6 separate regions of the Mus musculus genome follow, and regions 1, 2, 3, 5 and 6 are each linked to region 4. The links are chromatin contacts, called in public ChIA-PET, HiChIP or PLAC-seq, Micro-C and promoter capture Hi-C maps. All regions are on one chromosome and are shown on one strand. The core of a region is the stretch at or near the end of the contact, and the rest is flanking DNA. Distances in the headings are between cores, read along the strand shown.

Evidence for each region. Promoter capture Hi-C pulls out the DNA fragments that hold promoters and counts their contacts. A called contact is a pair of places that touch in the nucleus more often than the background predicts. ChIA-PET counts read pairs in DNA pulled down with a chosen protein or histone mark. HiChIP or PLAC-seq counts read pairs in DNA pulled down with a chosen protein or histone mark.
Region 1: an H3K4me3 HiChIP or PLAC-seq map of embryonic basal ganglia shows a contact between it and region 4, with 3 times the contacts expected there. The contact joins the enhancer-like site here to the promoter of Sgo2a in region 4. A contact is called at or near these places in 3 of 39 promoter capture datasets (cranial neural crest, embryonic stem cells and frontonasal cranial neural crest) and 5 of 115 datasets of contacts at active chromatin or transcription factors (embryonic basal ganglia, embryonic stem cells and stem cell-derived neural progenitor cells).
Region 2: a promoter capture Hi-C map of cranial neural crest shows a contact between it and region 4. The contact joins the enhancer-like site here to the promoter of Sgo2a in region 4. A contact is called at or near these places in 2 of 39 promoter capture datasets (cranial neural crest and second pharyngeal arch cranial neural crest), 7 of 115 datasets of contacts at active chromatin or transcription factors (embryonic limb bud, embryonic stem cells and stem cell-derived neural progenitor cells) and 1 of 9 other capture datasets (embryonic stem cells).
Region 3: an RNA polymerase II ChIA-PET map of memory CD8 T cells shows a contact between it and region 4, with 16 read pairs. The contact joins the enhancer-like site here to the promoter of Sgo2a in region 4. A contact is called at or near these places in 3 of 39 promoter capture datasets (cranial neural crest, frontonasal cranial neural crest and pre-B cells), 1 of 15 datasets of contacts at CTCF or cohesin (the NIH/3T3 cell line), 1 of 484 Hi-C or Micro-C datasets (CD8 T cells) and 10 of 115 datasets of contacts at active chromatin or transcription factors (the SCID.adh cell line, acute myeloid leukemia, bone marrow-derived macrophages and 5 more).
Region 5: a contact with region 4 is called in a promoter capture Hi-C map of pre-B cells, with 4 times the contacts expected there. The contact joins the promoter of Ppil3 here to the promoter of Sgo2a in region 4. A contact is called at or near these places in 5 of 39 promoter capture datasets (the 3T3-L1 cell line, 3T3-L1-derived adipocytes, pre-B cells and 1 more), 1 of 115 datasets of contacts at active chromatin or transcription factors (memory CD8 T cells) and 1 of 9 other capture datasets (pancreatic islet).
Region 6: a contact with region 4 is called in a Micro-C map of embryonic stem cells, with 2.4 times the contacts expected there. The contact joins the promoter of Bzw1 here to the promoter of Sgo2a in region 4. A contact is called at or near these places in 14 of 39 promoter capture datasets (the 3T3-L1 cell line, 3T3-L1-derived adipocytes, cranial neural crest and 8 more), 8 of 484 Hi-C or Micro-C datasets (CD8 T cells, bone marrow-derived macrophages, embryonic fibroblasts and 4 more), 10 of 115 datasets of contacts at active chromatin or transcription factors (the SCID.adh cell line, astrocytes, bone marrow-derived macrophages and 6 more) and 1 of 9 other capture datasets (adipose tissue).

The regions. Positions count from the first base shown.
Region 1 is chr1:57,495,937-57,499,045 of GRCm38.p6, forward strand. No RefSeq gene overlaps it. Among named protein-coding and RNA genes, the nearest start is that of Gm22371, 75 kb to the left of the region's middle. Within about 2 kb of position 1,810, at least 12 of the 459 cell types and tissues checked have an H3K27ac peak or open chromatin away from gene starts, as enhancers often do. A contact at or near this core is called in embryonic basal ganglia, where this site is marked.
Region 2 is chr1:57,527,298-57,530,292 of GRCm38.p6, forward strand. No RefSeq gene overlaps it. Among named protein-coding and RNA genes, the nearest start is that of Gm22371, 110 kb to the left of the region's middle. Within about 2 kb of position 1,579, at least 13 of the 459 cell types and tissues checked have an H3K27ac peak or open chromatin away from gene starts, as enhancers often do. A contact at or near this core is called in embryonic limb bud, where this site is marked.
Region 3 is chr1:58,302,581-58,305,534 of GRCm38.p6, forward strand. Aox2 (aldehyde oxidase 2) reads left to right here. Exons shown (of 36, transcript NM_001008419.2): 13 at 947-1,056; 14 at 1,849-2,033; 15 at 2,624-2,810. The region is part of intron 1 of Gm15759 (a long non-coding RNA gene); the gene reads right to left. Among named protein-coding and RNA genes, the nearest start is that of Gm15759, 12 kb to the right of the region's middle. Within about 2 kb of position 1,256, at least 156 of the 459 cell types and tissues checked have an H3K27ac peak or open chromatin away from gene starts, as enhancers often do. A contact at or near this core is called in CD8 T cells, the NIH/3T3 cell line, acute myeloid leukemia and 2 more, where this site is marked.
Region 4 is chr1:57,994,705-57,997,523 of GRCm38.p6, forward strand. It overlaps Sgo2a (shugoshin 2A), which reads left to right and starts at 1,270. Exons shown (of 9, transcript NM_199007.2): 1 at 1,270-1,608.
Region 5 is chr1:58,443,939-58,446,882 of GRCm38.p6, forward strand. Ppil3 (peptidylprolyl isomerase (cyclophilin)-like 3) reads right to left here and starts at 1,548. Exons shown (of 7, transcript NM_001285827.1): 1 at 1,208-1,548; 2 at 651-701. The coding sequence starts at 653. Nif3l1 (Ngg1 interacting factor 3-like 1 (S. pombe)) reads left to right here and starts at 1,213. Exons shown (of 7, transcript NM_022988.3): 1 at 1,213-1,696.
Region 6 is chr1:58,391,526-58,394,359 of GRCm38.p6, forward strand. It overlaps Bzw1 (basic leucine zipper and W2 domains 1), which reads left to right and starts at 1,373. Exons shown (of 12, transcript NM_025824.4): 1 at 1,373-1,691; 2 at 2,677-2,750. The coding sequence starts at 2,687. Gm39644 (a long non-coding RNA gene) reads right to left here and starts at 1,018. Exons shown (of 3, transcript XR_003947828.1): 1 at 931-1,018.

The DNA.
Region 1 (3,109 bases), core at 560-3,059, 500 kb before region 4:
TCAGTTTGCAGGTAAGGGATCTAAGACAGTGAAGTTAATTACTGAAGGAACCAGGATTTTTGAGGCTGTGATATTACACACTGCATAAAGGAGGCGTGTTTGTAGATCTACGTATACCAGTAGCCTGAAAAAAGATGTGACAAGGTACTATTGGGTGCAACAGATTCAGTCAAGTCACGCCTGGAGAGTGGTGGACCATAGGCCATGCCTCTCTCTCCTATACAGAACTAAACACTAGGTGCCATCTTAGATTTCAGGAGTGTTTTAAAGTCTGGACTTGAGCAACCCCAGCTCACAAATTAATATAGCAGGAAATAAGTCAATGTAGAAGCGGCTCCTAATAGTAAGTACAAAGTCAACTTCAAAAACCACTGCAAGTGACAATCAGCCCCTACACCTGCAAGCAAAAGCCACCAGGAGTGAGTCAGCAGTGTCAGCCAACAATAGATTAACCCTTAGGATACCGCTGCTCCCTGGTCACCTAGCAGACGGCTTAAGGCCTGAACATGAACTTGAGCTCATTAGAAACTGATTTTAAAAACTACCTTATTTACTACAGGATGTTCTTTCAGACAGAAATAGTGTAATTTGACTTATTTACTATGCAGAAACCCAACGGGACAGAAGTCAAGACAGAAATACATGTTAAGGCTTCTCTTAGGTGTCAAAAAGAGCCATTCACCTGGACCCTGACGCAGAGTGTTCTATCTATCTCTGAAAGTTTAGTATGCCAGTTTCATCTGCATGTTAACTAGCTTGGAGACAGACTCTCAGCTGAGTGAATTAGCCACCAAGTCTTAGAAGAACACTGCTTCATGTTCTCATTTTATCCATTCTGCATCTGTGCCTAATGCCACCCAGCTCCAGGTGGAAACACAAAATTTGCATTTTTTTATTTTCCCTTTCGGCAGCCTTCTTCACACTCTGAAAGAACATTAGATTAGCTGCTGAAAGCTGGCAGCAAGGTTCTCAGTAATTCTGTGTTCAGTTCTGTTAAATGCTTGACCATTGTGTCACCTAGAGGTGAACATTTATTGCTGCTGATGTTCAGGCAAAAATATTCAATTTGACCCTGGGCTTTAGGAAACAATGGCCAGTGGGGTTTTGCACTGGAGGGAATGGAGGCAAGGAGCTCTGCCCATGTTGCTGATGAATTTGAACATTGCAGACAGTACATCTGAGGCAGGTTTCCTGTTTCCCGGGGTTTATTCCCCATCTCAGTGGGAGAGGCAGGGCCTTCTGTCTCCTTGTTCTTTCCAGAAGCACTCTCTCTCTCTCTCTCTCTCTCTCTCTCTCTCTCTCTGAAATACAAATCTGGCTGGGTTACTAGGGTGTCAAACAGGTAGAGAATTTAATCTAAAACAGGTTTAAGTATAATCCTATTAAAAGGTCTTCTGTGTCCTTTGAAATGTCCATTAGCTAAGAAACTGTCCCTGTTGAAAGCACAGACTCTTACATGGAAGGAATTGTGCTCCTGGCTACTGTTGGCCTGTGGGATCCTGCTTTTTGCTTTGTTTGTTTCTTGGAGCCCTGTTCCAAGACCATTCTTTTCCCCTACCAGTGTTTCCTCCTTGAGAGTTTTTGAAACGCTCTGGAAAGTGAAAAGGCTTTGTGAGTGGCTGAGAGTAAATCAATTAGATTGTACCAGGCTAAAAAGGCAATCTTCCCATTGGGTTTCTGCATAGTAAATACTTCATAATCAGGGACTTTGTCGTTCTTGTTGATGATTGAGCCCCACTTCCTCGAACAGCAGCTGGCACATTGCAGGCGTTTAGAACATATTTGCTGAATGAATGGACAGATGAATGACAGTTATTTGGCTACACTTGAGACATTGACTATAATATACTAAAGATGGTCGCTCATTTCCCTCATTATGATCACATGTGCATAGGACAGAGTAACACAAATGAATTCTAACCATGAGAGCATTAAAAGGACACTCACTGTCTAAGCACGTAGGCTTGAGGCTGTGGAAACACCAGACCCACGCTTGGCAAAGCCAAACCACACGATGCAGACTGATCATCTACATGTGGAATCACTGTTCTTCCCCCACCCCCAACCACAGGGTCTTTGCACTGTCACATTTCTCAGCTCTTTTGTTAGTTCAAAGTGGAAGGCTTTGAAGCTTGAACAGTTAAGGGCCATGATCATGGCCGCTGCTTCCCAGCTAGCTTGCTGATGTTCCCAACGAATTTGTTCCAGGAGAACTTCCAAGTATTGATTTGGTTTTAAATTTGCTTGGCTGCACAGGTCTTCCTAACTCCAGTCAAGCACTGTATAAAGAGGGTCAGCTAGGAGACCATGGCTGCCGAGGCAGTGTGGGAGCACGACTGCTGTGTGCAGTCCTTCCCACTTTTTATTTCAGTCTCTATTCATTTTAACTTACCTCTCCATCTTTTTTATTTGTCTCTGTTTTTATCTTCTTGGGTTTTCTTAATTTCCCCTTTCCTTGAACTTTTCCCAGTTTCTTGTATGTTTGCTTTCAAATATCTACCTCTAGAAATAATTTGTATTAATCTTATTTGAATAATTTTCAGAGATTTTTTTTCTATCCACAAAGACTTTCAAACATCATCCCCCTCCTGAACCCCCATGTCTAAGGAGACTCTTGTCTAACGTCTCACCTAAGGAAGAGTCTTCTGTTCCATTAAAGATCATCAGAAATATATAACAATCTATCAAAGACTCTGACTGGCGTGGATTGAAATGATGAAATTTTACCCAAGCAAGGAAGCCTGAGACTGAATGAGCTCACTCAGCTTTGTGTTGTGTTCCAGGGCTACATGAGACTGAACCCAGTTTCAGAGAGAGAGAGAGAGAGAGAGAGGAAGAGGAAGAGGAAGAGGAAGAGGAGAAGGAGGAGGAGGAAGAGGAGGAGGAGGAGGAAGAAGAAGGAGGTAAAAGAGTAACACAAGATACTTCTGTGTAGTCTTCCACAGTCAGCATTACGGGGAGGGGCATATGACCTAATAAACACTTTATCTTTTAAAATAAAATTTAGGCCAACTAATATAAAAAAAATTCCCACCTATGCTGGACAAATGTGTGGGGGAATTTGGAACATAAAGTAATTAAAAAGTAGAGTTGTATAATTTGAATGTAT
Region 2 (2,995 bases), core at 329-2,828, 470 kb before region 4:
TTCTTTCTCTCGTTTTGTTTCTTAGTAGCCATTTTGGATCATTAGGTGATCCTAGGGTAGGGACTAAGGATGACAGAGCAGGGGGCATATAAGGGATATAAGCTATCAAAGATCATGGTGTTCTCTATACAACTATGGACTATAAGCCCATCTACCCAAGTGATCATTGTGCTCTTCCTGAATCCTAACGTCCTTGCACCCATTGAACTAAGTCTTAAAGGCTCAAGTTACACTGTCTGTGTAGACAAGGGGCAGGAGAGAGGAGATTTACATTTGAAGATACAAGGAGCACTCCGGACTTGCAAGCAGTTCTGTTGAGCAGGTTTGGGCAGGATGGCTGGTCTTTCAGACCAGCTGTCATGAACATGTGGTCACAGGCAATGTTCCTTCTTTAATGGCGCTAGAAGACAGGTGAGAGCGTGGGCCCAAACACTGCACAGTGGCATGAGGAAGGAAGATGGAGACCAGGTAGACACCAGGTTGCATGGGTGTTCAAGGGTGTGTGCTCTGGGTCAGACCACAATGTCTGTTTTCCCTGTGAAGGAAGAACAGGGTCCTGGAAGAGACGGGGTTTGGGTCACAGTTGCTACTTATTTATACCTTTATGTCTTTGTGTATCCAGTTTTACCTAAACTGGAATGATTTCCTGGCTCCTTCCTGCTCATTTCCATCAGGCTGAGAATTTTTGTTAGTCCCCCATGTTGTCTCTCTGCTGAAAACCACAAAGCTACCTTGGTCTGGGTGTTTCACCTTCTCTGAGGTCTTTTGTCCTGTGATGCCTGGTCACTATTTACTGCTTTGCTCTGTATTGTGATGTATCTATTCCAGACCACAATTGTGCCTTCAGTTAAGGTGATTAAAACAAAGAAAGAAAAGAAACAAAAGAAAAAAGGAAAAATAGAAGAGTTTTTAAATTCCCTGCACCCACATATCAGATATTGAGTCTCTCTACACATTAAGTTCTTCTGCTACACAGTGAGGGAAATCACCATCGTGAGTTGTTAGAGTTTCAGGGCATCCGTGTGAAGTGCCTGGCATTAACCAGAGAAGACATTAACCAGAGATAGCGTCGGGCATCCTTTTCTACAGAGCACAGTAGGCATTTCATGATTGCTCTTAACTGAGGCAAGTCCCTGCATCCCATATACGGTCTTCCTTGAAAAAGGATCCCTTGGAAACTTCTCACCACAACTCTTTTGCCATGCCAATGGCCGTCTCACCTCTGAACCATGGAATAAGAGGGGTCTTCTGTTTTGGGAATAGCAGCTCTTCCCCTTAATTTACTGTTGAGTGACTCAACTATCTTGTCCAATCAAAAACAGCATTTTCATATTCTTAAATTTTGTTTGTTTGCTTGTTTGTTTGTTGTTTTCACATTCTTCCATCTTGACTTACGCAACTTGACTCCCACCTCTTCCCACTGAGTCTCAACAGGACAGGCAGTAAAAAGCAAAGGAAGATCTTTAAAGAAAAGAGACCATTGAAGGCTCTGCAAGCCCAGCATGCACACTGCACTCCTACCTGAGCCTAGGCAGCCACTGGCCTCACAAAAGCAGAGTCTGTATTCTTGCTCCACAAAGCACCTGATTCATGAGACAGCTTTGCAGGAATTTAATTAGTGAAGGAATGTGCAAGGCTTAAGCGCTTCAGATATCATTAACCACTGGGGAGGGGTGAGGGAGGAGAAGAAAGCTGAACAGATGTTTGGTTCAGCCTCGTTCCCTTGAAGCAGGTCGGTGCCCACATCTTTTTCTGTTTGGGTAGCTCTTAGGTAAATCTCATTCATGCTCATTCATTCTTTCAGGATCCTGGTTTACCATGCATCCAGTTTAATGCACAGAGAAAGGCATTTTCTGCCTTAGTCAGGGCAGGGGGAGAGAAGAGCCTGTTGTTTAAAAAAAACATGATTATTTCAGTGTTACCATATTAAAATCGTTATCTTGACACAAGGGACTGGTGATCCATGAGTTGAAAGATGTGGATCTTCAATTTCAGAAAGTGAACTTGTGGTCAGCCTGAGAAGGAAACTGAATGTTTGGGTTTTAATAGTTGTAAGTGTTTGCCCCTTATTTACTTACAGCATGAGTTTGTGCTTGGAATGTGTTCTGCGAGAATATTGTTAGCCTAAGCAGACAGTTATCTGAGCAGCTTCCAGTCCCAGGCTGGCAGTGAGAGCCCCTGCTGCTCTCAGAAGCTAGACACCAACTGGTTGAGAGGGGCAGACAGTGTTTGCTTCTCCTTTACCCATTCTAAGATGGCAGATTTACAAACAAAACTACACAGAGATTCAAGTTGTCACAGAAACAGAAGCCAAGAATCTCCATCTGTCTACCTACTCCTGTGTAGAGCCTATTTGTGAGTGCCTGCCTGGTCCAAGACCATTCTAACGGTAACATCTTGGGTTACTCAATTTGGTAGATAGAATTAGAAAAGGAAGGAGAAAAAGGCATACCAATTAGCCTTGTTGAAACTCCATGTATAACCTCCAAACTACTTTTGATTGTTCCAAAGAGCAAGTTCCTAGAACTCTTTTCTTCTCTTCCTCCTCCTCTTCCTCTTCCTCCTCCTCCTCCTCTTCCAGGTAGAAGTGTGAGCATTGTGGTGCTCTGCAGCTAATTGCTGCCAATCGTAGATCACACCCCTAATCTTCAACAGTCTTGATGAACACAGAAATCAACAAAGCAACCATCCTCACCCCATCTCCTTCATTTCTGAACCTCACTATTCCAAAACCCTTACAAATTAACATTGATCTGCCTCCTGCTATCCTTGGGGCCATTTTGTGCTTTTTAATACATTTAACCATCTTGATAAATAATAGTGAGTTGTTATATAGTGTAATTGATCCTAAGAATAGAATGAAGATGTTTTTAAATCTTTGAATATAATATAAAATGTTTTAGATGAGTGGTTCTCAACCTGTAGGTCATGACTCCTTTGGCAAACCTCTACCTCCAAAATATATTTACATTACAATTCATAACAGCAGCAAAAT
Region 3 (2,954 bases), core at 6-2,505, 310 kb after region 4:
TTCTGTTATCATGATGGTAGCAATGTTCTATTGGGTATTTGTAGTTACCTTTGATTTATGGTATCTGCCTTCCAAACTCTGCTGAAGCTGGCACAGACCTCCATCACTCCAGAGAAGGCAGGGTCTCAGCTCACGGACTTAGCAGCAAGGGAGGCAGGCAGTGATGAGCGGTGACTTTGCTAGCTTTCCAACCTGCACAGAGCTCATGCCATCCCTGGGCTGTGGTTTGACCTCTTCAGGATTCATCCTATACCAGTGGTTCCCAACCTTCCTAATGCTGCACCTCTTTAGTACAGTTCCTCATGTTGTGGTAACTCCCCACCCACCCACCCACCCACCCACACACACACACACACACACACCATAAAATTATCTTCATTGTTACATCCTAACTGTAAGTTCACTACTGTTATGAATCGTAATGTAAATGTCTGTATTTCCCAATGGTCTTGGGAGAGGTTGAGAACAGATATCCTTTACCTTAAAAAATGCAAACCATATTTTAAAGCCGGAGGAGAGCCCTCTGGTCCCAAGAAGTGATAGCTGAGCCCAAGGGAGATTTGACAAGTTGTTTAAAGGTATGTTTGCGTCAGGAACACAAAACTGCAGTAAGTGTGAAAAGCAGATAACTGCTTACAGTGAGACCCAGTGTTCTCATAAGTTATACCTCAGCCTTGACCCTCCGTCCGTGGTTCATTTAGTTAGCTAGCCTCGCTGAAGGATGAAAACCAACAGGGTGGTGGGTATGGCATGAGTGTTGACAGGAAAACAAATGTCACGCACAGTGGAAGGAAAGGGGACACTGGACAGTTTCACAGACTGGGACCTCTGCCTCAGTCTCTGTGAACAGAGGTCATATGCCTTCTCCTCTGGCAGCCAACCTCTGAAGGTGCGGATGGGGCTTGCTTTTCTCACGGCTGTCCTGAAATGGCATTTCCTTCCACAGAAGGCCCGCGGCAGATTCCCCTCAGTGGACATTTTCTTGCTGGGTTGGCAAGTGCAGACCTGAAGCCCGAGGAGATTCTGGGGTCTGTGTACATCCCACACTCTCAGAAGGTAAGACCCTGGCTGGTTGCCTTGACGTTGTTTCTTCCCGTTGTCCATAGTGAAGTCATCTCTGCTATCTGCAGACAGTCGGAAGGAGCGTAACCGTGCCCCCAAAACTGTTTCCTGACCCACTGCAAACTGGTTCAGCAATAAACCTCTGGGGCTGGCCTGCACAAGTGCTGCTGGATGTGGGTTTTGGTTGTTGCTGCAGCTGTGGGGTGTGGCCCGCAGCCTTGGGGTGTGGCCTGCGGAAGCCCACAGGAAGGCCTGTGGCCACGCTCCCAAGCCCACTTGTTTCCATAGGTGAAGGTTCTCTGGCTGCAGATGGAGCTTCTCCACTTGACACACAGGAAGCTGGAGCCCTAGACTTGGCTTTCCCAGCCCCACATTTCTGCCAAACCCTACAGCACATAGAAACACAAGGCCTCCAGATGTTCCCTGGTCCAGGATACCACCCAGCTAGCTATGAAGGTGGCCTTCTGCCCTCTCTGTTCCATAGGCCTCTTTCCAAAAGCTGTGCTTGACTCTAAAAGAAGCACAATAACACACACACAAACACACACACACACACACCACTCACAGGTCATAATGAAGTCTTAAGTTTCATTTCAGCTATGGATAATCTTTGGTAGTCCTTCCTGTGGAACAGAAACTTTGGCATGCAAAGGTAGCAGATAGAAAAATGGTGTATCGTCGAATTAGAGGGCTCAGCAGCTGTGACCACCTGTCGCTCTTACAGAAGACCCGGGGAAGGAAGAAACCTGGCTTTTCATTCTGAAGGAGTGGTTTCTGTCTCCTCAGCGGGAGTTCGTGTCTGCCTTCCGGCAGGCCCAGTGCCATCAGAACGCCTTGCCTGATGTAAATGCTGGCATGAGAGTCCTGTTCAGAGAAGGCACAGACGTCATTGAGGAGCTGAGCATTGCCTATGGAGGGGTGGGGCCCACCACCGTCAGCGCACAAAGGTCCTGCCAGCAGCTTCTGGGCCGGTGAGTCATGAACTCTGTGCCTTAAAGGGAGCCTCAATGACAGGACAAAGAATTGGCCCTGACAACTGGAATGACAGAAACTTGGACTCAAAAGAACCACTGCTTCTTCCTTCTTTAGTTTTGCTGACTTAATTCCACATTATTTGGCTTCAATTAGGCCACTTTTGGGGAGAGGACACAACAAAAATGGCCTGTGTTTTCTCATCCAGCCCCTGTTTCTCCTGCAAATGGACACCCAGCCGGCCTCTCTGTGGGGCACTCAATGCTCCTACCATAGGGTTCACACTTTCTTCCTAGGTAAAGGGCATTCAAGTGTGAATTCTGTGCTGCTCTAGAATATTCTGGAATGGTTCTAGAATATTCTGACTCCAAAACATGCTTGATTTATGCTGCAATGGAGAAGGCACCATTCTCACTCAGCCATGATTCTTGTGCCTCTTGGAGCAACCCGCAGGCTTTGTTTTGTCCATCGTCCCTTGTAAACAGAAATTCTAAGGGAAACCCTGGGAGGGGGGGGGGAGTCTCTAAAATGTCGGTTCCCTGCAATCAGGCCACCTTTAACTGGTTCTTCTTGCCTCACACGGTGCCAGGCGCTGGAACGCACTGATGCTAGACGAGGCTTGCAGACTGCTTCTGGATGAAGTCTCCCTTCCAGGCTCAGCCCTGGGAGGCAAAGTGGAATTCAGGAGGACTCTGATTGTCAGCCTCTTCTTCAAGTTCTACCTGGAGGTTCTGCAGGAACTGAAGGCTGACCAGAAGCTGCCCCCGGAGTCCACCGTAAGTGCGTTGGGGGACAGTGACAGATGCTCTCACACACGATCATGGACTCACAGTTCTGAGGCCAGGAGGCCTTGACCAAGGTGCCATCAGGAAGCAGAGTAAGGTGACTCAACCTTGCGACCCCAACATTTGAGAGGCTGA
Region 4 (2,819 bases), core at 20-2,519:
CATGAAATTCTTAGACAAATGGATGGAACTAGAAAACCTGAGTGAGGTAACCCAGTCACAAAAGATCACACATGGTACACACTCACTGACAAGTAGATATTAGCCCAGAAGCTCAGAATACCCAAGATACAATTCACAGACCACATGAAGCTCAAGAAGAAGGAAGACCAAAGTGCTCCAGTGCTTCTTAGCAGGGGAAACAGGCTACTCACAGGAGGAAATACAGAGGCAAAGTGTGGAGCAGAGAATGAAGGAAAGGCCATCCAGAGACTGCCCCACCTAGGGATGACAAGGTTCTTTTTAAAAGATTTATTATTTTATATGTATATTTTGCCCGAATGTACGCATGCATGTATGTATGTACACCATATGCATATCTGGTGCCTGCAGAGGCCAGAAGAGGACATAAGATTCCCCAGAATTGGAGTTACAGATGGCTGTGAGCCACCATGTGAGTGCTGATAACTAAACCTGGGTCCTTTGCAACAAATGCTCATGACCTCTAAATGCCATATTTGTAGTATTTATTTATTTATTTAGGTTTTTCAAGACAGGGTTTCTCTGTGTAGCCCTGGCTGTCCTGGAACTCACTCTGTAGACAAGACTGGCCTCGAACTCAGAAATTTGCCTGCCTCTGCCTCCCAAGTGCTGGTATTAAAGGTTCCCAAGTGCTGGTATTAAAGGTATGCACCATCACTGCCTGGCTTCTATTTGTATTTTTAATATGATGGAACAGAGCAGTTTTTTAAAATATCGTTTCTCGAAATTCTACATATATATATTATTATTAACCTTTTGTAAAAAGAACCAAACTGACTTGAAAAATAAGACTAACACATTTTAAAATATAGTTGAAATAGTTTAAAATGCCACTCTGTGTACTCTGCTAAAATGGAGTATCATTGCAGCACTTCCAAGTGCAAAATTGAGAAAGGCTTTTAAGTGAAGTGTAAAGAAGCAAGGATCACAATTGGAAGGCAAGAATGCAGAAACTGGATGCAGACAAATAATCACACAGTGAACAACACAAAGCCCTGCGAAGGACTAGAGGTGCCTGCCAACCCTCAGAGTGTCCCTTTATCCGTGGTGAATGGCCCTCTCTGTCAGGGCTGGTGGAAATGGCTACCAGAAGCTCAGAGAGGCAAGGAGAACCTTTTCACGCTCGCTGCAGCCCGCCCGGCTCACCCAGCCACGCCCACTCGACCCTCTCCAGTACGTCCCGCCCCTTCCGTCTTCCACTTCCGGGTGGCAGCGCATCTTTGCGCCGCCTTCTCGGAATCTGATTGGCTGGAGCATAAACGCTAACTGCCGCGCAGTTTAAACCTGAATCCTGGTCTTCGCGGATTGTCGCGCTTCCCTGGCAAGTGTGGGCACCCACAGCTGAAGGGGTCGCTGGTAGGCGTGGACGAGGCCAGCGCGGCCAGCAAGGCCTGCGAAGCCGGAACCCTTCTCGGTAGCCACTCCTGGCGCCTCAGTCCTCGCCGCCGCGCGTCGGCTTGCAGGGCCGGGACGCGGAGCCGGGACGCGGAGCCGCCTTCGGATCGGGGCGGTAACCTCTGTTCTGACTTTGAGCTCCCAGCTGGGCGAGGGGTCGCCACTAGTTTTCAGGTCAGTACCTGGAGGGAAAGGGATCTAGGTCCTTGTGACCAGGTCTGAAACGGCTGCTTTCGTGTAGGTAAGGATGCACCTACACGCATCTCCAGGGTAGGGCTTCTGCCAGGCTTGTTTCGAACAGAGAACTAATAGCTTGGCCGGGATCTGGGTATTGGGAGCTGACACTTAGAAATGGAGATGTGCTATATGCTAGGGCGTGGCATGGGGGTCCACAGGAGGGAGGAAAGCAGGGTGTGTCATCAGGATCTGTTTATTCCCGCCCCCCTCAGAAGTGGGATCAAAGAATGAGAAGAGGTCACAGTAGAAGGTCTGCCACAGGGCTGTGGATGAGACGGGGGATTGGACTGGAGGGAAAGTTGAAGATCTGCAGCTAGCCTCCTTGTTTCCCTGCTCAGATTGTGAGGTGAAAACCTGCAATTAGCCTACCAGCTTCCCTGCGGTTTTATGGTTTGTTTGTTTGTTTTTGGTGGGGGGGGGGGGCGAAACTTTAGAACAGTTGAACTTTACTGTTGAAACGTTCCTAGTGAACTTCCTCCCCGTTGCAGAAATTCGCCCCCCGCCCCCAACCATCTTCTCGGTCATTTGCTTAACAGCTTTCCACATCTGCTCAATGCTTTCAAACATGACCATTTCAACATTGGGCAGATTTTTTTTCTACTGAGAAGTTCTTTCATGTGTTCATATATATTTCTATTAGAAATGTTTATCCAAGGAGCTGCTATGTGCCAGGCACTAAGAGTTCAGCAGAAAACACATTTAATAGAAACTTCTGCCTGTCAGCATTACCCTAATCTCTGCTCTTCTCCGTGAAGATGTTTGTGATGGCGTTAGGGATGCCTAGATAAATAAGAATCTTTTCATTGGATCCTTATACTAGATCTGCAGACTATGTATAGATTGAGAATTGCAGGTACCTGACTAGGTCACTTTGTAGCCTACTATAGGACCGCTTCCGGGTTGGGAAGAGTTGGAGGGCAGTTAGGGTGAGGAAGGTAAAGATAATGAGGAATCTTGTGGAATCTAGGGATTTTTGTGATGGACATAAAAGGAACACTGAGATTGTTCTGTGGACTCAGAGCAAGGAGCAGAGTGGCTTGTGGCGGGAATATAGGTTTGGGGCGTTGACCCCATTCGAGCACATAGCCCAGCATCGCCACCTGCACCTCAGTGAAGCTTTTTCTGATCTGTTTTCTCTGCCCAGTTAG
Region 5 (2,944 bases), core at 298-2,797, 450 kb after region 4:
TAATGAAAGGTCTGAGACTGCGACGGCCTATAGAGGCTGGGAGCAAGGTTACCTCCTGAGTGCTGGGACCACACCAGCAGGGTAACGTTGTAATGATCATGTCCACTTGTTTATTCTACTTTGTTCCCTCTATACTGGTACACACAGTCTCTCCCTCGCCACATCCCCTCCCTTCCCCTCTCCTTCCTTATCCTAGGAACGCACTCTGCCACTGAGCTACACACTCACTATCCTGTCTGACTTCCTCCAAAAAAATATTCATTAAAAATTAAAAAACAGCCAGTCGTGGAGGCACATGCCTTTAATCCTAGCACTTGGGAGGCAGAGACAGGCGGATTTCTGAGTTTGAGGCCAGCCTGGTCTACAGAGTGAGTTCCACGACAGCAAGGGCTACACAGAGAAACCCTGTCTCAAAAAACCAAAACACACACACACACACACACACACACACACACACACAAATTAAAAACCATGTAATGGGCGGCTGAGAGGGCAGGCTTGGCAGGTACCAGGACTTGTTGCTTTTGCAGCAGGGCCTGTTCAGTTCCCAGCACCCACATCTGCTTGTGTCTCCAGCTCCAGGGAACCCAAAGGGGTTAGAAACAAGCAACCAACCACCCAGTTAGAATAATTCTATGATACATACTCACCATTTTCCTTCTTGATGGTTCTAGGAAGCACTGTTTAATTTTTCAAATCTCCTACAAGAGAGAGGAATTAGTTCACTTTACCCTATCAAGTTCCCACCATACTTGTTCATCTTTATGGTAGATTTACAACGAAAAGCTTAGACTAGCATCCTCTAAATGAAAATCCTATCATAAAAGTGTTGATCCTACCCAATGCAACAAGCCACCCCAGTGCGCACTTACTTTACTCATTTTCTTCAAGGCTTTCTGCAAGGGAGGCATAGCCCCACCTCCAGGTCTAGTGCTCTAGATAGGCACTTGGAGCTCCCTTTACCCGGGACACCTACTTTACTTAAGACGTCTGTACAATACATTTCTATACTTCACACTTTTGTTTTGTTTTTTCCCAAACGCCACATCTTGCTAACTTATCAATCGTATTTAAAAGTCCCAGGAATACCATCTCCAGCCCGAGAGTTCACCACGAGGATCCCAAGAAATAAATTTGCACCAACGTGGGGCGCAGCAGGCGTTTGAGTGCACGGAGAAAAGGATAAAAGCCTTTCCCCCACACTCACCCACTGCGCTCAGCACCACTGCTGCGGGAACGGAAAAGCCTCAACTACAAGGGCCGGCATGCCTGCGGGTTCCAAAGGCGTGTCTGTGCGCCACAGAAGTGAAGCCCGGAGCCCTCCGCAGGGGACGCCCTACTCTCCCGTCAGTCTCTCCTCATCACACCGACTAGGACTCGGAGGACCACGCACCTCACCCCTCGGCCCCTGAGAGCTCTACCCACAACCTCACTAAGAAGCAGAACCCGCTGTCGCCCAGCAACTTCATACAGCGGCCTGGAGTGGGAAGCAGAACGCACAGGACCAATTCCGCCCAACTTCACACAGCGGCCTGGAGTCGGAAGCAGAACGCACAGGACAACTTCCGCCCAACTTCACACAGCGGCCTGGAGTCGGAAGCAGAACGCACAGGACCACTTCTGCCCAACTCTTTCCACAAAGCCAGGAGCTTCAGAGCAGAGCGGAAGTGATACACTGAAAGAGCTTCTGCGACTGGTGAGTTGTGAACCACTGAAGGGCTCGCGGGGGCTGTCTGTTCTTCTCGCTGGAGGTGCACATCGGGCTGGCTGTGGTGACTGCAGAGGGCCGGGGGAACATGAATATAGAAGGAGAGGTTGCAGATGAAAACTGCCTTGCTGCAGGAGGGGTGAGGGTGCTGACTCCAGGAATAAAGGCTATGCCACGCGGCCCTTGATTATTCTGGAAAAGGTCTTGAGCCATGCGTAAATGAAAGAAAAACCACACGCAAGTGCAAAGAGAGCTCTCGTGTAATTGAAAAATAGCAAGTGGCTGTTCAGAGGGCTAAAGATCATGTAGATTGACAATGGATATTCCCATCTCTCCATTGTACGGCAGCTCCAGCCCATTCAAATAATGCTTTAAATGTGTCTGTACTGTGAGCACATTGTCCGAGAAAAACACCGGGACGTGGTCGTGTCATCTCACAATAGAAGTTTATTGTATAACAAGAAAGCCACAAGTTACATCAGTCTCGTTGGTAGCTTGTTACAGGATGTTTGGTCACACTGTGAACCCCCGAGATTGTGTTATTTACCGATGGTGGGTGGGAGGAACCTTTCTAGTTGTGGTGTGCCCTTAGCACACATCTTTAATCTCAAACAATGAAGGTAAAATTAGTTTGTAGAAGGAAGCATCCATGTTTGAAAGTGATGTCTAATTGAATGGCAGACAAAGTGAGGAATCAGAGAAAGATTTGACAGAATAGGATATGCCCAGCTCTCTCCAGAACAGGGAGAAAAGATGGGCTACTTAAGGGGTAGTGCAGAGAGAGACTGGGGGCAGTTTTTACTGGGACAGTTATATATAGAGAGGATGCAGATAGAGAAAACAAGCTATGCATAAGTGAAGACAGACTGAGCCAAAGAACAAGAAGCAGCCAGAAGATTAGAGAGGATTGTCAGGCTTAGTTTGAGGCCATGCAGAACCATTCAGTCAGAGGCTGAGAGAGAAGCCAGATGAATCAGGCAGCTTGGAGAGGAGTTTGAGCCAGAACAGCTGAGTTGAACCAGCCAGCCAGCGCAAGCTCAGAAAGAACTAGAAAGGGTGAGCTTATTCGGCAGTAATTCTCAGAGTCTGAAAACATAATAGGCCTAGATAAGATTGTATGGAGGCTATAAGCTTCCAGAACTAGGCCTAGCTTAGCAGAGAGATGGGAGACGACAATTATACCAGGTGAATAAAAGATACTTTTACAATACCTGTTTGAGGCAAACACATTTCCTT
Region 6 (2,834 bases), core at 123-2,622, 400 kb after region 4:
GAGGGAAGCTTTATGAGTAACGGGTTTGGCTATTCACCGTTTTTTGTGTCTCTAGCTCAGCTCAGTGTGTGACCTGGCAGTTTATTATATTGGTGGACCAGGCCGCTGGGGGGCCGTTCACTGGCAAGTTAACTGACCTATATGCCTTCTTTTCCCAACAAGACTAACAAGTGTCAAAGTCATAGGGCAGTTTCAAGGACTCAACGCAGTTAAGTGCTTAGGAGAATGTCTGCTACACACATACTACACAAACATGGCTTTTTAATTAGTGAAATACTGTACCCTTAACACATCAGAAACAAACATAACGTGGGGGACGTGGTAGTCTATCATGCAGAGTATGAAATAAGACTTCCAAGAGAAATGCCAACGGACTCAGGGTTAGAGGATAAAGGTAGGGGAACTTAGAGCCCTGATTCCCATCATTTCCCACTATGCTCCACGGCCTGGCCTTCCTAGGTCCCACCAAAGTTCAGTCCTATGGGCCACCAGTACCTCCAAGAAGTTAGGCTGTTGCTGCTAGGCTATTTTCCCACCGCTGCTCCTTCAGCGCTCCGACCTACCAACTTGAACGGAAAAGAATTGACAGCCAAGATCCAACAAACAGCGGCTTAAAGCCTTAGAGGCAAATCCGAAACTCCAAATACAGTATATGTTAAATGCCAGTGAACAGAAGTGCCTTCCATGTACGAGTAAGAAAGATTAAAGGTTTGAGTACAGGGACGGTGGATGTCAGAAATACCCCTGGCTCTCCTAGAATTCACTCTGTAGACCAGGCTGGCCTCGATCTGGAACACGCGAGAGAGAGAGAGAGAGAGAGAGAGAGAGAGAGAGAGAGAGCGAGAGCGAGAGCGAGAAGTTGGTACATGGAAAGGGATTTTAAGGACAAATCCCGGTGTTTGGGGGATGGCGGATGAAAAGGGCACAAACCGGATGCGGGCAGTTTTATCTGTTGTCCCGGAGAATACACCTTCTGAAGGTCCTTATCTCGGGAGACTTTGTGATAAAGGCACATTCTTGAGTCCTGCACCAGAAGCAATTATAAACCCTGCGGGTGGGGGCCTCGCAATCTGGTTTTAACAAATTCCCAGTCCACCGCAGTCAGGGGACGAGCACCCCTTGCAAGGCGTGGTGACAGGCCGAGGTCAGACTTGCCCTCAGCACACCGCATCGCAGAGCAGGGAGGCCGGGCTGCAGTCCTCACCCAGGCAGAACCCTACAGACGCCCCGGCCTCTGCGCCCGCCGCCCAGCATTCCCCCTACCCCCGGGCTCCAGCTTCCGGAGGAGGGGTCTGGGCTGGACCGGGACGGACTGGTCCAACTCGCGGCCGTTGAGGGGCCGCTTCCCACTCCCATCCCCGCCCGGAGAGGGGGAGGCCGGCCGCTGCGGCGGAGGAAGGGGGACGGGCTACCCTGGTACAAGAGTCAGGGCAGCCTGGGGCTTTAGGGTGGGACAGAGACGCCTACCACCGCGGTGTTAGCCGGTGCCCCCGAGCTGCAACCCCGCGGCCTTCGGCAGGGGGGAGTGCGAACTGGCGCAGGGTAGAAATCTCGCGATAGCAGGCCTCCGGGGCGGGGGTGGCGCCTCTTCCTCCCCTCCTGCTCGCGTTAGTTCCGGTCGCAGAGGAGACAGCGCCGCAGTTGCCGCCAGCTCGGGGATTTCTGGCTCTTTTCTCTTCGCCTTAAATTCGGTGAGGCGAGCGCGGCGCAGCGCCGGGGAAGAGCGGCGCGCCGTGGCCCGGAGGAGGAGGAGGGTGGCGGCGCGGTTCGGAGGGGCCGGCGGGACCCGGGGCCTGGATCCGTGGCCCGGGCCGCCGCTCTGGAGGGCGGGCGAGGCCGCGGGGCGCCGGGGTGGCGGCGCGCCCCCGTGTGCGCCCCGGCCGGCCTGGGTAACAAAGCCGCCGCGGCCTCTGTTGGGTGATGTACGCGTGGGGAGTTCGGCGGGCGGGGCGCAGCCGCCGCCACCACCGCCGCGGCCGCCGCCTCCGCCGCTGCTTTCGCGGGAGGGCGGGCGGATGTACGGGGCGGCGGGGGCCCCGGCGCGCAGCGCCTCGGCGCCTGTGGTCCGCTCGGCGCGGCGGCCACCACCGCAGGCGACAGGGTCGGTGGAGAAGGGCCTGCGGCGCTCCGGGGCCCGCCGCCCGAGCCCCGAGAGGCGGGAGGCACGGGAAAGGGTGTGGATGTGGAGACACGTGCCCGGGGAGGAGGAGGCGGCTGGGGCTGTAGCGTTTGCGGCCAGCTCTCAGTTTTGCATCTTGGAAGGGTGCAAGCGGGCTCTGCGGCTCTCGGCGCCACTTTGGAATGAGGGCAGCGCTGATGCGGTTCAGGGCCTTTGACAGATAGCTCGTGACCGCGACAGTCCTCTAAGTTCGGGTTACTTAGAAAAAGTGGGAGATGCAAAGAACGGTGTAGGAGAGACTGAGTAGTTAGGTTTGTGGTAGGCCATTTGCCACCAGACAGGGTGATAGTAAAATGCTTTATCAAGGTGTAGTTCCAGCACTTACATCAAGGGGTTCCTGGAGAGGGAAACTTACCTGCACCCTCTCTATTGCCTGTTAACTGAAAGCGTCTTGGGCTTGCTTTAATTGTAATTTTGATTTAAGGTTTGATACTTGGTTTAAGAAGTTAATATTACTGGCACGGGTGTTTTTAAGGCCTTCTTTCTCCTTTTTCTAGGGTGTCTTTTATGAATAATCAAAAGCAGCAAAAACCAACGCTATCAGGCCAGCGTTTTAAAACCAGAAAAAGAGGTAACTATTTATTTGTAACTCACCCTCAAGCTTTCAGACATATCTTGGTTTCTCTCACAGTCAGGTAGCTGCATGTTACTAACC